Linked DNA regions of Triticum aestivum: region 1 is linked to region 2. Evidence: chromatin contacts called from public Hi-C data. All regions are on one chromosome and are shown on one strand. Each heading gives the region's core, a stretch centred on a gene start, on an enhancer-like site or on the middle of the called end of the contact. The rest is flanking DNA. Distances are from core to core; before and after follow the strand shown. Region 1 holds the start of LOC123121393 (ASC1-like protein 1). Region 2 holds the start of LOC123121392 (CD2 antigen cytoplasmic tail-binding protein 2).

Region 1 (3,808 bases), core at 1,174-3,673, 300 kb before region 2:
TTTGAATTTAACCCCCAACACAGGCGGCGCACGGCGTTGTGTAGTCTCGGTTGCGCGGTGCCTTCGATTGCGTCGACGGTGCAGTGCCGTGGTTTGGTCTGCTAGGTGATGCCCTTTGACTACGCCGGTGGCACACAGGTGCCGTGGCACCGTCTTGGCCTCACGTGACGCTTTGAATGTGCCCCACGACACAGGTGGTGTCGCTGCATTGTGCACTCGGATGTGCGGAGCCTTTTGAATGCGCCGACGGTGCAGTGTCGTGGTTTGCTCTCGGCTGGCCAATGTCGTTAGATTACATCCAGTGTTCAAGATATCGGTAACTAGTACCATATCGGCAAGGTGCTGAGTAGGGATTAATCGGCGAATCTGCCATTTAACTGAATTTACCGGTAACCCATATATCGGTAGGTTAGCTAGAGCCATATCTATATATCCTAGGCTAATAGCAACATGCAATGTACCAAGTGTCTAAATATGCAATCCTAGGCTACATAGCAACACGGAAAAGTGTTGCCTTGATGTTCTGATGATGTTGCAGCCAATCTGGAAGGCAATAGACCTGCACACCGAAAAGTAGGGAGGGAACAGGCCAGTTTCGGGCTAAAAAACGCGTAGCAGGCCAATGATTTGGCCTACCAGTTAATGGCTCGAATAGCATGTTCTCATATCGGGAAGGGTCCGAATAGCAGTTAACTGACCATATCGGCAGTTCACGGACCGATATTTGGAACAGTGATTACACCAGCGGTGTGTCAGGTACTAGTGGAAGAAGATAAGAGAGAAGATTGGAGGGCTAGGATGAGAGGAAGACATGATCTATGCCTATCTCTGTTTCCCCCTTTTGCTGCTTTTTCCTTTCCTTTACTTTCAAATTAAGCCCCTGTAATTCCCTAGCCTATATAAGGCCTTGTAACCTGAGAGAGGGGTATCGACCAAAAGTGCTCTGGTTCTTCAGTTCTTACTTTTTCCTTGATTTCTTGGTTCTATCCACTTCAATTCCCTGTCGATTCCTAGCGGGATCTGACACGGTGCTCATTGTTGTGTTTTCCCTCTTTGTTCTCCCTTACTATGTGTGCTGTCGGTGTGTGTTATTTTTTGCTCAATCTCTTCTCCCCTGTGCCTCCTGTTCACTTGGACCCTATCTTGCGATGGGCTGCAAAGCCTTGTTGTAGGGCAAATGAATTAAGGTGGGAACAGCCCCCCCCCCCCCCCCCCCCGGTTTGAAAATTCAAAAAAGTAAGAGCGGATAATATTTTGCAAATGTTAAGCTTCCAGTACATGTTCTATAATTTTCTAGATAAACTTGGATAGTAGCATGTCCCGCCTCACATCTGATTCACTAGCAATATAGCACAACAAATTTTACTCACATGCCATTTAACCAATAATATCAGTAGAACCCAAAGAATCACACACTTCACAGTATGAAGATGTTTAAAAGTACCGCCCTAAACAAGAGGGAAAACAAGTGGCATCTAAGAGCGTGTCAATGATTCGATTATTTTGTTAAAGAGAAGGCAACTTTCGAAAAAGCAGTCACGATGACCACAGCTTTATCGAGCCGAATCCAGCACAATCTCAATCAAAATGCAGTACATTATTGCTATGGTGCTGTATTTTCTAGTTTCTATTTGTTTTTCTGATTGACAATTTGATCCATAGTTACAGAGGCTCACATCAGAACATGCACAGTTACCGAAACTGTTATCCAGGCACATCAGTTTTATGAGAAAACTGATTCATCACTAGCAATACTGAAGCAAGAAACTCAAGGGGGAATGCTTATCCAGCAACTAACTGCAGCTTACCACGGGCATTCCGGATCCGATGAACCACTAAAAACCGAAGAGGGGAGCAGCCAGGCAGTTTACCTCGAAGACGAACCGGTCGAGGAGGAAGCGCAGGGCGGGAAAGAAGGCGACAAGGATGGGAAGCACGGCGTAGTCGCCGTACGCCGGGTAGGCCTCCGCCTCCCAGTCCACCGGCGTGGAGGACGAGTAGGATCTCGTGAAGAGCTCCACGAGCGCCGCCATTGCGGGTGGGAGATCCAAATCCAAGAACCTAACTCCCAGCTGGTTTCTTGGATCCGAGCACGGAAAGCGGACGCGCCGCCGATCCGAGAAGCCCACGAGCGCTCCCGAGCCGGGGAGGAGGACAGACGAGTCAACACGAAGCCGCCGCGATGCTAGATTCGGTGTGGGTGGAGCTGAGCAAGAAGTAGACGAGGAGGAGTACTAAATCTTCCGCCTTGGTGGTAACGGATTGCTGCTAGGAACGGGAGCGGATGCACTGGCGCCCTTTTCTGCGGGGGATTGGAGAATCCACTGGGGTTAGGTTGGGTTGGGTGGGGAGATGAGATCTGAGCGTCAGCTTTATAATTTAGTAGCGGCGTTATTGGTTACGAAGCAACCAGGCGGCGGGATCCCGTCTGTGACGGAAAAAGAAAGGGTACAAATCCCCTTTGTCTCCGGTCGACTGGTTCGTGCTGGGCATGTCTCCACGTGACCCCGATCGAGGGCATATCGGTATGGCTGGCTGGCTGGATTTCGTTGTCGCCAAAACTCGTCAAAATCTAGAGCTTTTCTTGGGAATTGAAATTTTAGAGCGCTGGCACATGGTGCTGTTCTGTGTGCCCGTGTCACGAAATTCAAATCCAGGGTTCTGTAAGCACGTCGTATTTGTGCAACCAAATCTGTCACTTTCGCCCGTCCATATGTAGATTGATTGATCTCGGTTTTTTTTATGTTATTGTAAAATGCACGCTTTTGTCAACTCATGGACTGTTTTCGTGGCCAAAAAGAAAGAAAGCTCACTCATACCTTGTTTAGTTTATATAAAAAGGAAAAGTCATTTTCATTATGCTCTCATGTTTTTTAACACAGTATAGACGCAAACACTTATATATACGCGCATACACTCATCTCTATACACTCAAGAGCACCTCCGAGAGACCGAGCCGATATATCATCTTGAAATTGACGGAATCACTAAAGGCAGCTGGTAGTCAACAAGAACGTCTCGTCCCAATGAATACACATCACTAAAATAAATACGAGCAACAGAACTATGCAACCACAGGTTGGTTTGTGTTATGTTCTCATGGTTGGAATGTACAATACCACTACAATGGTTGTGGGGTTGGTCCAATCAAGTAATTAAAGAATTAATTAATTACTCCTGCAATATTAGTCGCCCACGTAGTTAATATCGTGATAACTGTTGTATATTAGGAAGACAACGGCCGTGCCATTAACCACGTCAGTTAATCACGGCAAATTGAACACCAGACGTGCGCTGGGTCGTTGGATGTGAGCTCCACTGCATGCACAACGTACAAGGCGCATGTTGCGGTCTACAAATTTGGATATAATTTTATTTATTTATGATGTTCATTATACTAGCATGATTGAATATGTATAGGTTAAAAGTTCTTTTAAAAAATAAACTGCGGCCCTGAGAGATTTTATAACGCGCCTGGTTGGCTAATAGGTACTACTACCTCCGTTCCAGTTTACTGAGTATCCTCGTATTTTGGGTCAAAGTTTGATCATCTACAAAACTAACAAAATATAAATTATATTATACAAAAAGTATATTATTGGATTTGTATTTAAAAAGGCTTTCTCATAGTATAATTTTTATGAAATATAGTTTGAACTTTATTAGTTAAATTTATAGTCAAATTTTAGCCCAAAATAAGAGGGGGTCTAATAAACCTGAGCGAAGGTGGTATCACGATAGAAGATTTACATTATGAGAATTAATTCTTATTATTATTGCAACGTTGTGGTTCTCCCCACTAGGATAC
Region 2 (3,721 bases), core at 1,091-3,590:
AAGTACCTTGAGACTACAGTCAAATAATTCACTAAATCATTTCTCTAGTGATGTTGCCAGTAAGCCAAGAATACAACAAGGGAACCTTGTGCCCCTCTTGTAACTATCACAATGTTAAAGTTAAAGCTATACAGAAGCTGCAATTGAACATACCGTTTCTGCTGGTTCAAGCATGTTTGCTATTCTCCTTTTTATCTTTCCAATATCATCAGAAGAAAGGTCCTGGAACTCCTCTTCTTTGTCTTTTTTCTTTTGAACCTTTCCAGCAAATTTGGTGTCTACTTCAACATTATCCAACCAGGCATCCTGTACAAAACAGGTGATTGCGTCACCAAATTGACAGATTGTAACTTCATGCGCAACATCCAAGACGATAAACATAAAATAGACCATACCTTCATATCGTTGCCTCTTGCAAACTCCACAAAATTCCCATTTTCATCAAAGTATCCTTCTTCCCTCTCTTGCTCCAAGTTAAAAGGTTCTATCTCAATACCATCATCGATAAAGTTGGCGTCGTCCTGTTGAACATCAAAGTCTGTGTTATCTGACAATGATAGCAAAGTGGTTAGCTTCAAACTTATGCCTAATAATCATACTATCAATGATACGCAGGGCAAAGTGTGGGTATAAATATATTGTCATGCTTAGAAGTCAAAATATTAAAAAGGCTAAGTAAAAGCCATGATCACAGGATTTTATACAACAGCCAAGCAATAGGAAAGAGCAGCTATGTAATATTTCAGTCGTAAGTTGAAAAGCATAGTAAAATAATCAAGTTCATTTTTTACCAAAACTATGTAAAAAAAACTGCATCCTTCCCTGCATAGAACGTGCTAAGATGTGAGCAATATGCATCGTAAGAAACACTAAGGGCACGTACAACGCGACGCTAAGGACGGACGTTGGGATCCTAATCTCGGATGTTTCACTCATTGGGAGAATTTTTCCTGGCGCCTGCTAGCTAGTGCCGCCAAGTCTGGCAGCAGGCGCTCTAGTTGACATGGGGCTGATTTTAAGTGAGGGGCTTAGCGCCCCATAACATCTCAGCGTTGGAAAGTCAGGCTCTTACGCAAACGCTAGGAAGTGTTTTTTTAATTTTTAATCCTTAAACATCTATACAAGCGCCTACGCAATGGAGATGCCCTAATCCTTTAACATAGGCCCACGGCTTCAACATGAACCAAATAAATGCCCAACTAATAATTTATGTAATCTAACCATAGATACTAAACCAATTGGTAGAGGCCTGGTCTATGCCACTAGTTTTTTCTGTTTGGTGTTTGCTCCTGTTTTTACATTATCACTAGATGTTTTGCTAGACCAGTGGCCACACATAAACGCAAACACCTTCTCTATTTTTATCTTTAATGCCCTCAGGACTGCAATTTTCCATCAGAAGCTTCACAAAAAATACAGATCATTCGGAGTTACTGGGCAATTTCACCAAGTTGGCATGTTACCAAATAATATCCATAATTGACATACTTTAATAGTATAATTGGTGGCAGCCATGCGAGAAAAATGCATTTAAAAGTAGCACGACAACACAGTATAGCATCAACTAGCCCCAATTCTGCCTAGACATCATCTGGGCAGTTATGCTGCGTCATATGGCCATATGGCAGCTTGTAAATTCCGACGAAACTTCATAGAAACTAGAAACTACAAGACTACAGTCACTTGCATAAGAATCCTAACTATCCAATCCACATAAGAAATCAAGCCCTCTGAAGAAACTCAAGGTCAGGAAATAGCACTGCATACCTTGTAGCGCATTTCGAAACCCTTGACGTTGGCGGTGCCCTGCGTGTCGTCCCCTTCCCTGCGGTGGCGCCGTCGCGCTCGCTTCACCGCCGCGAGCTCGGGGTTCATCAGCTCGTCGATGTCGTCCGCGGCGGCGCCCCCCTCCCCGCTGCTGCCAGCGGCAGCAGGGTCGCGGTACTTGGCCTTCTTCCCCTTGGGGAACCGCACCTTGCGGTCCCTTGACAGGAGAAAAGATGGAAAACATCAGCCGAACCGGAGCGCGAAACCCTAACGCGGGGTACCGGCGAGAACGGGAGAAAACGGATAGGGGTCAGGCCGGAGGGAGGGGGTTGGGTTGACTTACCCGAGAGCGGAGCGGTCATCGTCATCGTCCCCGGCGGCGGTCGCGGGCAGGGGGCGCTTGGTGCCGCGCTGCGGCGCCGTGGGATCCATAGGTCGGCGGCGACGGTGACGGCAGAGCGAAGGAAGAGACCAGAGCACGCTTGTATATTTGGGCCCTTGCCAGCTTTCTCTCTCGTGGGTTGATTTCAAATTGACCGAAGGAAGGGCTGGGCTGGGCGGAAGTTGATTTCAGATAGGCAAAGGATTGCTAACCAAGGTTGTAGGCCGGCCTTGTCACACGCCTTCCAGACGTCACGCAAGGCAAGAGCAACTAGTTAACTAACGAGCGCTCCTTCAAAGCCTCGCAACGTCAGCGCCACTTAACGCGCTCTCAGCCATTCGCCACGTGTCGCGCTCTGGACGCTCTCTTCAGATTTTGTTTTTATTATTTTTCGCACGCGTTTTCGGCTTTTTAAACGGTTTTTTTCCGGGTTTTTTTTTACGTTTTGGTTTTCTCCCGGTCTTCCTTAGCTTTTCGACCAAAAAACATTTTTCGAAAAAAAAAATTACGTGAAAAAACACGTTTTCTTTTTTTTTTCTTTCACGAAAAGTCACGGTTTTTCTTCCGCAAGAGGCACGGTTGTGCTTTAGCGAGAGTCACAGCCGTGCCTTTTGGAAAAAAAGCGTTTTCTGTTTTTTTCCTTTCGCGAGAGTCACGGTTTTACTTTCGCGAGAGGCACGGTTGTGCTTTCGCGAGAATCACGGCCGTGCCTCTCCGAAAGTGAAAAACAAAACGCGTTTTCTGTTTTTTTCTTTCGCGAGAGTCACGGTTTTGTTTCCGCGAGAGGCACGGTTGTGCTTTCGTGAGAGTCACGGCCGTGCCTCTCGGAAAGGGAAAAAATACGCGTTTTCTGTTTTTTTCTTTCGCGAGAGTCACGGTTTTGCTTTCGCCAAAGGTACGGTTGTGCTTTCGCGAGAGTCACGGGCGTGCCTCTTTCGGAAAGGGAAAAAACGTGTTTTCTGTTTTTTTTCTTCCATGAGAGTCACGATTTTGCTTTCACGATAGGCACGGTTGTGATTTCGCAAGAGGCACGCGCGTGCCTCTTTCAGAAAGGGAAAAAACCGTGCTCCCGGTTTGGTTTTTTCATCCGGTTTTTTTTCGTCCGTTTTTTCATGAAAAAAAAGTTCGTCAAAACCTATCAACATGGGATCTTGTTTTGAAGATCTCGACGCGAGGAATCCAATGGTGAAAACGGTTTGAGATTTGGATGCACGGTTTAAGAGATAAAACATTTTGAATAAACAGATCTACGAAAAAAGGGAGAACTCCCAGGTTGCGACAAGTGGCGCGCTGCATGTGCGACACTTGTCGTGACCTGGGAAGGTGGAGTGTTCTTTGCAACAAGTACTCCTTAATTAGTGATTTTGACGCAAAGCCCCGTTGCTGATTCTCAAAAAGCAAAAAAAAGAGGCCCGTTGCTGGCCTGACACATGGTACTTACAGAGAGCTGGACCTTTTTTTAGGGCTAGGGCGCTGGAGCTATATCTCGCTTATAGCAAGACGATAGCTCTTCTTGCTTGCAGTGCCCGCACATACTCTCTCTGTCCGATAAAGCTTGTCTCAAACTTGTTT

The links. A called contact is a pair of places that touch in the nucleus more often than the background predicts.
Region 1: a contact with region 2 is called in a Hi-C map of leaf, with 4 times the contacts expected there. The contact joins the promoter of LOC123121393 here to the promoter of LOC123121392 in region 2. A contact is called at or near these places in 2 of 5 Hi-C or Micro-C datasets (both in leaf).

Annotation. Positions count from the first base shown.
Region 1 is chr5D:310,134,093-310,137,900 of IWGSC CS RefSeq v2.1, reverse strand. It overlaps LOC123121393 (ASC1-like protein 1), which reads right to left and starts at 2,423. Exons shown (of 6, transcript XM_044541352.1): 1 at 1,872-2,423. The coding sequence starts at 2,033.
Region 2 is chr5D:309,829,582-309,833,302 of IWGSC CS RefSeq v2.1, reverse strand. LOC123121392 (CD2 antigen cytoplasmic tail-binding protein 2) reads right to left here and starts at 2,340. Exons shown (of 10, transcript XM_044541351.1): 1 at 2,111-2,340; 2 at 1,768-1,984; 3 at 396-521; 4 at 154-306. The coding sequence starts at 2,199.